3 separate regions of the Mus musculus genome follow, and regions 1 and 2 are each linked to region 3. A link is a contact called in public Hi-C data. All regions are on one chromosome and are shown on one strand. Each heading gives the region's core, a stretch centred on a gene start, on an enhancer-like site or on the middle of the called end of the contact. The rest is flanking DNA. Distances are from core to core; before and after follow the strand shown. Region 1 overlaps Slc39a11 (solute carrier family 39 (metal ion transporter), member 11). Region 2 overlaps Slc39a11 (solute carrier family 39 (metal ion transporter), member 11). Region 3 overlaps Slc39a11 (solute carrier family 39 (metal ion transporter), member 11).

Region 1 (2,810 bases), core at 41-2,540, 150 kb before region 3:
CTGAATGTCTGGTTAGGAGACTGTTTCCCATGTATCTCCTTCCTTCCTGCCTTTCATGCCCTTCTTTAATATCGTTGCCAAGTCATATAGCTCTCTGCGCCTCATTTCAGCAGCACATTGAGGCAGACAAATACTTGCCTTTCCCCCGCAGGGGACTCCTCAGTGCCATGCGTTAGACCCAGACATGCATTTTATTTTCTAAGCACCATGTTTTTTTAAAACTGATTAGCAGTTCGGTATTTACAGAGTGTATCTCAGAAATTAACCTTACGGTTTCTAAGGACTCCAAGACAGGCCCCCACCACGGGAAAGGGCGGACGGGCAGGTCCCTCTGTGCATGTCCGAGCCCTTCCATCTCCGTTTCTCTCCCCTTTATAGGAACACTGCTTCAAGCTTAAAATGGGAATTTCAGTATTTGAGACGTTTTGAGTTGAAAGGGAAGGTAGAGAAGATTCAGGTTGAATGGACATGCCAGTTGATCAAATAGACTTTAAGGTCTTCCAAGAATGTTCTGGTGTGTCTAGACACTCAAAAGTAGCTATTTACTTCTTTCTCACTTGGACTCTGTATGGGATGACTCCCTCCCCTTTCTTCTTAGAAACCCCCACCCCCTTCTCATTGGCAGCATTGTTGAGTCAAGGACCTGTGGCTAGTGACATTAAAGTTTAAATAGATGGCCAAGGATCTGCATATCTAAGCAGTCCTGGTCACGGTGTGGTCCTGCCTACCACTGACCCATCAGTATTTGGGCTTCTGTCTCATCCTGTAAGTTGTCAGACAAGTCCTTAGAACTGTGTGAACTCTCTTTCTGGGAGACACATTCCCACCCTGGCTGGCATCCTCTCTCATTTTCCCAGAGTGAGGTTCCTGGGGGAAATTCCCAGTTATTGGGGTCCACTGTTAGAATAGTCTGATGGCTTGAGAGACCCAGGTGTCTCTTTCAGACATCTTCCTATCTCCCAGGTAGGCCCCAAGAACAGAGACCAGGTAAGCTCTAGACACAGCTGTTGTCCAAAGTGTGGCTGGTTCAAAATAAAACTGTAGTTTTGATTTTCCCCCGCTGTTATTAACTTCAGTTAGATGACTCACAGATGGCGGAATTCACCCAGCATCTCTAGGGCATTCACATAGAGAAAATGTGCTCATGGCCACTTTACCAGGGAGGAGGGAGGGTTGAGAAGTCCCGGGGCTCGTGTGGGGCTCCAGGCTTTTGTGCTCATTGGGTTCTGCTCTGCCATGAGCTCCAGCATTGACTGCATCTGTCTGCTGTCACAGGCAGTGTGAGTCAGCTCCTCCTTAAGAACGGAACAGGCAAAGCTCAGTCGTCGGCATGGTGAGGAGTTATCTCGCTTTCAAATAAGCAGACGGACAGGTTGGCTCTAGCCTCCCACCTCACCCCGCTCCTCTTTCTGCCCCCTTGGTCCAGGGCTGGTAAAGCAGCTCTTGGTACGACATGCTCTGTGCCATGGTGAGGGACAGATTAAAAGAGCTGGTGGAAGTCTTTTAAGAATTCTGCCTGGCAGTTGGGGGGTGGTGCACACCTTTAATCCTGGCACTTAGGAGGCAGAGGCAGGTGGATCTTTGTGAGTTTGAGGCCAGCCTGGTCTACAGAGTTCCAGGACAGCCAAGGCTACACAGAGAAACCCTGTCTTGAAAATCAACCATAAAACCAAATAACAACAACAACAAAGAGAATTCGGCATGGCAAGACTTGGGATCTATCAGTTGGTAGAATGCTTGCAAGTTCAAGTCTGACCCAAACTGCACGAGCCCTTCTCTCTCTCTCTCTCTCTCTCTCTCTCTCTCTCTAATCATGCTGAGCTCTGGCATCTTTCTGTTCACTCTGTTCCCATTGTTCCCATTGTTCAGCGGAGTGAATGGCAGACACTGGCACTGTGCAGAGGAAAACACTTGGCTCATGAATCAGGTTGTAAAGATCTAGAGGGAAGGTTCACTACTGTCTCTCTGCCACAGGCACTCATGGTTGTTTCTCAGTTTTACGAGGCTGCTGGCCTAGACCAAACTGCTGTGCCCAAACAGCAGGATCAAACACAAATGGGGAAAAAGTCAAGGAGATGATTCCTTGTGATATTCTGCTGTGCTCATAGACTGGTGTCTTAGCCCTAAGTCACCAGAGAGGCTTCATCCAGCAGCTGATGGAAACAGACGCAGAGACCCACAGCCACACATTAGGCGGAGCTTGGGGAATCCTGCACATGAGAGGGAGGAGGAGTTATAGGGGTCAAGGACACCACAAGAAGCCCCACAGAATCAACTAAACTGGACCCTCGGGGACTCAATCCTTTGAGTCTGGCCCCTTTCTGAAGAGAAATGGAAGAGGAATGGATAGGGGAGGGGCTGACAGGGAAGGGACTGGGAGGAGATGAAGGAACGTTCCTTTTACCTTTGACCTTACACACACACACACACACACACACACACACACACACACACACACGCACACATGCGCATGCTATCCTGGCTAGTTAGTTCCTGTCAGCTTGAAGCAAACTACTGACTTCTGGGAAGAGGAACTCCGAATTGAGGAAATGCCTCCATCAGATTGGCTTGTAGGCAATCCTTTGGGGGTATTTTCTTGGTTAGTGATTGCTATTGAAGGGCCCAGCCCACCGTGAGGGTGACGCCCTTGGGCAGGTGATCCTAGGGTGTATATGAAAGAGTCTGAGTGAGACAGTAAGCAGCATTCTTCCTTGGGCTGTGATTTGAATGTAGAAAACAGACCCTTCCCTCCCCAAGTTGGATTTTGTTTTTAGTCTTTTTTTTTTATAGCAATAGAAAGCAAATAGAAT
Region 2 (3,183 bases), core at 632-3,131, 130 kb before region 3:
AGCATCCCAGTGTGATACCTGTCTGGAGCAGTTCTCACGTGTGGCAGCTGCTCCCCAGGGATGGGAGAAAGAATACTGGGAACACCATTTTATGCTTTCTGGAGTTCATGGTACAAGAAGCCTACACTCGACACATTTATTCTCTTTAAAGTTTTGAGGTCACAAAATGCAAAACCAGTTGCATGGGGATCAAGGTGAAGGCCGCTGTGGTCAGTTCCTCTCCCAGCCCAAGCTTGTGACATTCCATGACATTTGTCTATGTCACTCCAACCATGACTTCTGGCTTCTATCATTACACGGTCGGCTCTGACTATCCTCCTGGTTCCCACTCTTAGGGGCCATTATGATTATATAACCCTTACCCCTCAGCTACAACCCAGGGCAGTCCTCATGGACTTAGAACCTTAGCTCAGTCACATTTGCAAGCGTCTTGGCCATAAAAGGCACAGTCATAGTTTTTTAGGGTTTAAGATATAAACGGCCAGAGTGGGTATTATTCATCCTGACACAAGATTCTACTGAGTCATCGCACTCCCTAAAGCATGGTTCCCATAAGCCCCTAACGCCCTTTTCTTCTAAGGGCCCCCAACGTGATCAAAAGATAGATGGAAGGCCCACACAGCCATTGATACCCACACTCCTTCACTTACATGAGTAATGTGTTCACCAGAAGTGGGTTAGGCTCAGCTACACAGCTACACTCACTCTTCTTTCCCACTGTCTGGTCCATGTATTGTCAGAAAACTCCTTAAACCTTAGGAATGGATAATGTCCTTCAAAGATGCCAAGCCCATTAGATCAACGGGCCCACAGGAAGGAAACACAGCATGCCAAGTCCCGTCTTGGTTAACGTTCTGCTGCTGTAATAAACACCATGACCAAAAGCAGGTTGGTGGGGTAGGCGGTTTATCTCAGCTTGCACTTCCACATCACAGTTCATCATTGAAGGAAATCAGAGCAGGAACTCAAGCAGGACCCTGGAAGCAGGAACTGAAGTAGAAGCCATGCAGGAACAGTGCTTTCCTGGCTTGCTCTGCCTGCCTCCTTATATAGCCCAGGCCCACCTGCCTAGGGGCAGTACCGCCCACAGTGGACTTGGCTCTCCCACATCAATCATTAATCAACCATTTATCGAAAGTGCCCTCTACAGTCATGGCTACAGGCCAGCCTGATGGAGGCTGTTCCTCAGCTGAGGGTCCCTCCTTCCAGCTGCTTTGTGTTAAGCTGACAAAACTGAACCAGCTCAGCTCCTCACTCTGACATCTGGTTCATGCATCCATCTCCATCACTTCTCCCGTCATCCCCTTCGTCCCTAGATACAACTGCTACAAAGGATTAATGGTTTGTGAAACCCATCCCCCAGTGAGACCCGCCCTATGTCTTGCCCATCTCAGGGTATGATGTCCAGGGCAGTCCAGTTGGCTTTTACTCTGTGGAAGGCCAGACTCTGAACACATGGCATCAAAAGTTGGCAGAACAGTTTCTGGTACCGCCATTATGTATGCATCAGGAGCTGAGGGGAGAGGACACATAGCTTCAGGGCCAGAGACACTGTGGGCTTGTTTGAAACTTGTGATTTTTTTTTCTCCTCTTTTATCTTCTAGGCAGACAGATCTTTCTAGACAATTGAAAAGACCCGTCAGGCCCAATTACTTTGAAAAATTCTCATTGTTTCTGTCCATTACCATCTCTCACCCGCCCTTTCCCTTGTGAAATTTAATGGGGGTGTGGGTAAAGGGGTGGGGGCTTGAAGATAAACAGAGCAGAGCACCCAGGCTCTGGGAGATCTCCTGTCTGTTGTTTCTGAGACTCCACTGCCCTTTTGTGTTGTGGCGCTGGCTCAGGCTTCTGGAGGCCACAGCTGCCTTCACTGAACTATTGCAGATGGGAATCTGGTTCAAAGAGGCGGGGCATAGGGAGGGGCCTTCTTTGACATCCATCCAGAAAGAGGCTGGGAGGCGGGGCATCAGGCGGGGCCTTCTTGGACATCCGTCCAGAAAGCCAGGCTTGATTTTCTGCTCAAGCTTCTCCTCCGGTCTTTTCCTGTGCACATGTAAAATTTTTACCTACTTGTCTTATTTATTTATTTTTGAGTTCTGGGATGTTGTCTCACTGTGTAACACAGGTTAGCCCTGAGCGCTTGGGTTCCGTCAGCTTTTCTCTTCTTGGCTTCCCAAGTAGCTGGGATGTCGGACACATGCCACTGTCAACAGGCACATGCGGCCGCCGCCAGGTTTTCCTGATCACTTTGCTGTAGTGAATGTCTCAATGTCTAAATGACATTTTCGCTTTCCGGACCACAGTTGATGATTATTGACCATGACAGAGAAAAACCCCAAATAAGTTCTAGGTTCCACTGTGTATTTACAGGGCAGGGCCCACTCTGTAATGTCCTAGGAGATTGGGGGTGATTAGCAGGAAGAGATCTGGCAGAAGGTAGTGGCTTTTAGACTAATCCGGGCCCTTCTGCCAGCTGCCCTCACTCGCTTCACTTCCTGGTTCTCAGAGTTCTCTGGTTTGAACATCTGTTCTCATTCTCCACTCGTGGGTATGGACTGCTTGCCCCGTGTACAAATCACTCTCTTATTGGTCTCTCCCAGCCCTGATGATCTCCCAGCCCTGATGCTTTCTTATCGTTGCGTTGTTGTAACAAACCACTATACATTTGGATGACTTTAAACCACATCCATCTACCTTCTCAGCAGAGATATCCAGTGTGAGTGGGGATGTGTTCCTTCTGATGCCTCCTCCTAGATTCTAGTCTCTCCCATCTCTCTAACCTGTAGCTCCCACACTTCTGTTTTTTTTTTTCTCTGTGTTGTCTCCATATTTGCTTTGAGGCTCACCCTAACATGATCTCATCTTAATGACGTCAGTGAGGATTCTAGTTCCCCAAAAGGTCATGTTCTATAGTTCCAGGTCATATCAGTTTGGAGAGGACACTGTTCAGTCTGCCCCAGCCCCAGCCTACATGGTGTCAGGTTTTGACCCTTCTGCATGTAATATATCCATGGGCAAAGATCCACCAGCCTTGAACCTGCAGGCTCCTGGGGAAGATGGTAGCTGCATCATCACCAGATATCTACGTATGAGCCAGGGCCACCTCCCTGTGCCAGCTTTTCTGATCCCTCATCTGTGTCCCTGGTCTAGACTTCTACCTAAAGACACAGTCAGCACACACCT
Region 3 (3,122 bases), core at 80-2,579:
TTGCTGACCTCGAGTACGAACTTCAGTAACCCTGAGGAGAGGAGGAAAGGACGGAGCCCTGCTGGAGAGAAGAAAAAGGAAATCTCAGAGAGATGAATGCAGACCACGAGTGTTCTTAGTTTAGGAGAACAGTTGAAGATCAGGTGGCAGGGAGCCACAGGTGATTCACGTGACAGTGATGGAAGAAAGAGGGAGGAGCTGCTATGAGTGTGTGTGTGTGTGTGTGTGTGTGTGTGTGTGTGTGTGTGTGTGTGTGAGAGAGAGAGAGAGAGAGACTATTCCGCACAGGCAGACAGCTACCCTACAACAGAGATTGCAAAAGGTCTGCCCCTCTCTGAGGATGCTGGCAGTTCCCAGCCACCCACTCCAGGAAGCAACTGATGTTCCACAGAGTTCTGTGTTGCGGATCCAGATGTGTTGCGGATCCAGATGCCAGATGCCACTGAAGATAGATTTGTTATGTGTGTGTGGGTGGGGTGCTGGGGGTGCAGGAGTCCTGGGGTCAATTTCGGGTTACCGGGCTTGACCTCAAGCACCTACTGAGCCACCTCACGTCCCTCAATCCAGCTTTTACTTGATTCTGGCTTCCAGTGCGCTCGCTATAGTCCGGGGGAATGTGAATATAGACACAGCTAACCAAGTCTGGCCCTGCACTAATTTCTATAAATGGAGGTTTTCTTGAGACACACGTTCGCCAATCTTTTCACATGCTGTCTCTGGCTCCTTGGCTACAATGACTGAGTGAAGAGTTGACGTAGACTTCTAAAGGCTGAAAATACTCTCTGACTTTTTACATAAAGTTCATGGACTTAGACATAGTGGACACAGCCCATAGCTTTTACCCAAGTTCACTGCTGAGCCCTCACTGTCTCTCCGTGACCTCATGGGTACTATTTGCAATGCATCTCAGAGGGAGGGAGTCTCACCTCTCTCCAGCAATGTTAACCACCACCACCAACAGAGAAGAGAGAGGTAAATATTATCAAAAAGGCACTCTCATTCCTCTCAGCAGTTCAGTTAAGACAAGAGACATAGGCAGAAAGCAGCCAGCCTAGAACTGGTGTGTCACTACTGCCACCAGGTGTCTACAGGCTGCTACTGCACCTCAGTGTCCTACTGGATCAGTGGCAGGGATCAAAAATCAGCGCCCAGGGGGCATGTGGTGGCATAGACCTATAATCCCATCCTTTGGGAAACTGAGGTAGGAGGATTTATATAAGTTCAAGATCAGGTGGGTCACATCACATGTAAATTATCAGATGAGCTAGGTACCTCGCCAAATTAGGTCTCAAAAGGGGGGAGGGAAGATTGGCCAAGGATACAGCTCAGTTGATAGACTGTGTGTCTAGCATGCACAGGGTCCCGGGATTAATCACCAGCATGGAGTAAAGCAGGCATGGTGGGCCGCATCTGTAAATCCCAGCACTTAAGAAGAGAGAAGGTGAATTTAGTGCTGTCCTCAGCTGTATAGTGAGTTTGAAGCTAGCCTAAGACACATGAGAGAGACACTGTCTTAAAAAAAAAAAAAAAACCAAACCCAAAACCTGTCCTCTGAGTAAGGAAGAGTCAGCCAGGCATGAGCAGTCTGTGGGCCAAGGGAAACACGTCTTAGCTTAGTGTTGCTTTCTGATCTGGTCCCTCCGTGGTTTCTTTTGGCTCCAACCACAAAGAAATGCCGAAGCCCGTATGTCCTTGGGGAGTCGGATGATTAAAGTGGTTTTCCTTTTCAGAAGTATCATTAAGAGGAGACCACACCTCTCAGCCCTCACTTCAAGGTACACATAACTCGAACCAGAAGGGAGAGCGAGTGAAGCAATCTTATGCTTAGACGTTGTGCTTTGCACCCCGTTTCCAGCTTTGGCGAGGGGGTGTTTATAGCCTGGACCGATGGCTCCGACCGGTGTCCGGCTGCAGGGCTGTGCAGAACGGGCAGTGCTGGCTGCAGATCGGACAACCCACAAACGGGCCTCCCCTGGTTCCCTGCACTTCGTGCTGCATGCCCCGGCCGGCTGCTGGTGCCCAGTGTTCAGACACTTAATCAAGGATGTCTGCTGGGTTAACCACCACTTTCAGACCAAGTCTGTGCCTGTTCCAAGTCTGCATCTGATAGCAGATCAAAGAGTAGAGACCATAAACGACATACATCTTTCGAGCTATAAAACACAGGCGTTGCTATATGACCAATCATGGGATGTGGGGGTCAGAACACACTCGTGGAGTAGCGATGGCTTTGTTTTCCTGTCTCACCGAGCTTCTGAGGAGCAGCCTGTGATAGCTGCTCCCAGCAAGAATCCACAGAGTGCGTGCTTGCCTCTATGGGCACCAAGTTCACCTGCCTTTTAGGGACATTCCAGGGAGACCCTCCCTGTCCCCGGGTTGTTGCTGTGGAGCTCCCCCTGCCCTCTGTCTTAGCCTCTCTGGAAACCTTCTCTAGGCTGAGGTATAGCTGGTGAGTTAGCAAGAGGGTGTGCAGGCAAAAGTGCGATGCCTTTTACCCTGCCGGCCCCTCTCCTCACCACAGCCCTTCACTCGACTCCCCTGCTGCAGGCCTTTATCTGCACCCAAAGATCTTGTCCTCCGTTTCACCTAAGCGAGCCAGCCTTTCTCCCATGTAGCTGTCCTCTAGGGAGATCTAGAGTGGTCCACCCACAATCCTCTTCCCACAGTTTTCCCTTCCAGGCCACTGGCATTGGAGAACGGCCCACAGCGCCACCATGTGGTAGTCTGGCTTCAAGACTCACTATGAGGCAATGGGGGAGAAAGGCTTCAAAAAGGCCAGTGAGGTGCGTCTCTGAGTTGCCTCACCTCGAGAGGCTTAAATAGAACTTCTCTAAATTGGTGTTGGGCTACATTTACTCTCTCCATAAAGCTAAAGTCTATCTGTCTATTAATCTTTTCTATCTTTATCTTCTATTTATCTCCTTCTGTAGGAGTTGGTAAACATTCCCTAGATGTTTTGCAAAAGTCGTGTTTATCTCCCCGCTATCTGGCTCTCAGCATTTCCCACCTCGTTTACCTCATCACAAAGTAGATTCATCATCCTTACTCCTTCTTTCCAAGAATTAAAATAGAGCATTTGGGTGATCCTCTGCAAAGAGACCAATAGAGCAGGAAGCTGTAAC

Evidence for each region. A called contact is a pair of places that touch in the nucleus more often than the background predicts.
Region 1: a contact with region 3 is called in a Hi-C map of the N1E-115 cell line, with 8 times the contacts expected there. The contact joins two enhancer-like sites. A contact is called at or near these places in 5 of 484 Hi-C or Micro-C datasets (the N1E-115 cell line, cerebellar granule neurons, cerebellum and 2 more), 2 of 115 datasets of contacts at active chromatin or transcription factors (embryonic stem cells and kidney) and 1 of 9 other capture datasets (embryonic stem cells).
Region 2: a contact with region 3 is called in a Hi-C map of the N1E-115 cell line, with 6 times the contacts expected there. The contact joins two enhancer-like sites. A contact is called at or near these places in 12 of 484 Hi-C or Micro-C datasets (the N1E-115 cell line, Th17 cells, cerebral cortex and 7 more) and 3 of 115 datasets of contacts at active chromatin or transcription factors (differentiating embryonic stem cells, embryonic forebrain and embryonic stem cells).

Annotation. Positions count from the first base shown.
Region 1 is chr11:113,449,926-113,452,735 of GRCm38.p6, reverse strand. All of the region lies in intron 5 of Slc39a11 (solute carrier family 39 (metal ion transporter), member 11), which reads left to right. Among named protein-coding and RNA genes, the nearest start is that of Gm51928, 7.4 kb to the left of the region's middle. Within about 2 kb of position 1,290, at least 39 of the 459 cell types and tissues checked have an H3K27ac peak or open chromatin away from gene starts, as enhancers often do. A contact at or near this core is called in the N1E-115 cell line, where this site is marked.
Region 2 is chr11:113,430,034-113,433,216 of GRCm38.p6, reverse strand. All of the region lies in intron 5 of Slc39a11 (solute carrier family 39 (metal ion transporter), member 11), which reads left to right. Among named protein-coding and RNA genes, the nearest start is that of Gm51928, 27 kb to the left of the region's middle. Within about 2 kb of position 1,881, at least 20 of the 459 cell types and tissues checked have an H3K27ac peak or open chromatin away from gene starts, as enhancers often do. A contact at or near this core is called in the N1E-115 cell line, where this site is marked.
Region 3 is chr11:113,295,943-113,299,064 of GRCm38.p6, reverse strand. All of the region lies in intron 7 of Slc39a11 (solute carrier family 39 (metal ion transporter), member 11), which reads left to right. Among named protein-coding and RNA genes, the nearest start is that of Gm51927, 11 kb to the left of the region's middle. Within about 2 kb of position 1,329, at least 36 of the 459 cell types and tissues checked have an H3K27ac peak or open chromatin away from gene starts, as enhancers often do. A contact at or near this core is called in the N1E-115 cell line, where this site is marked.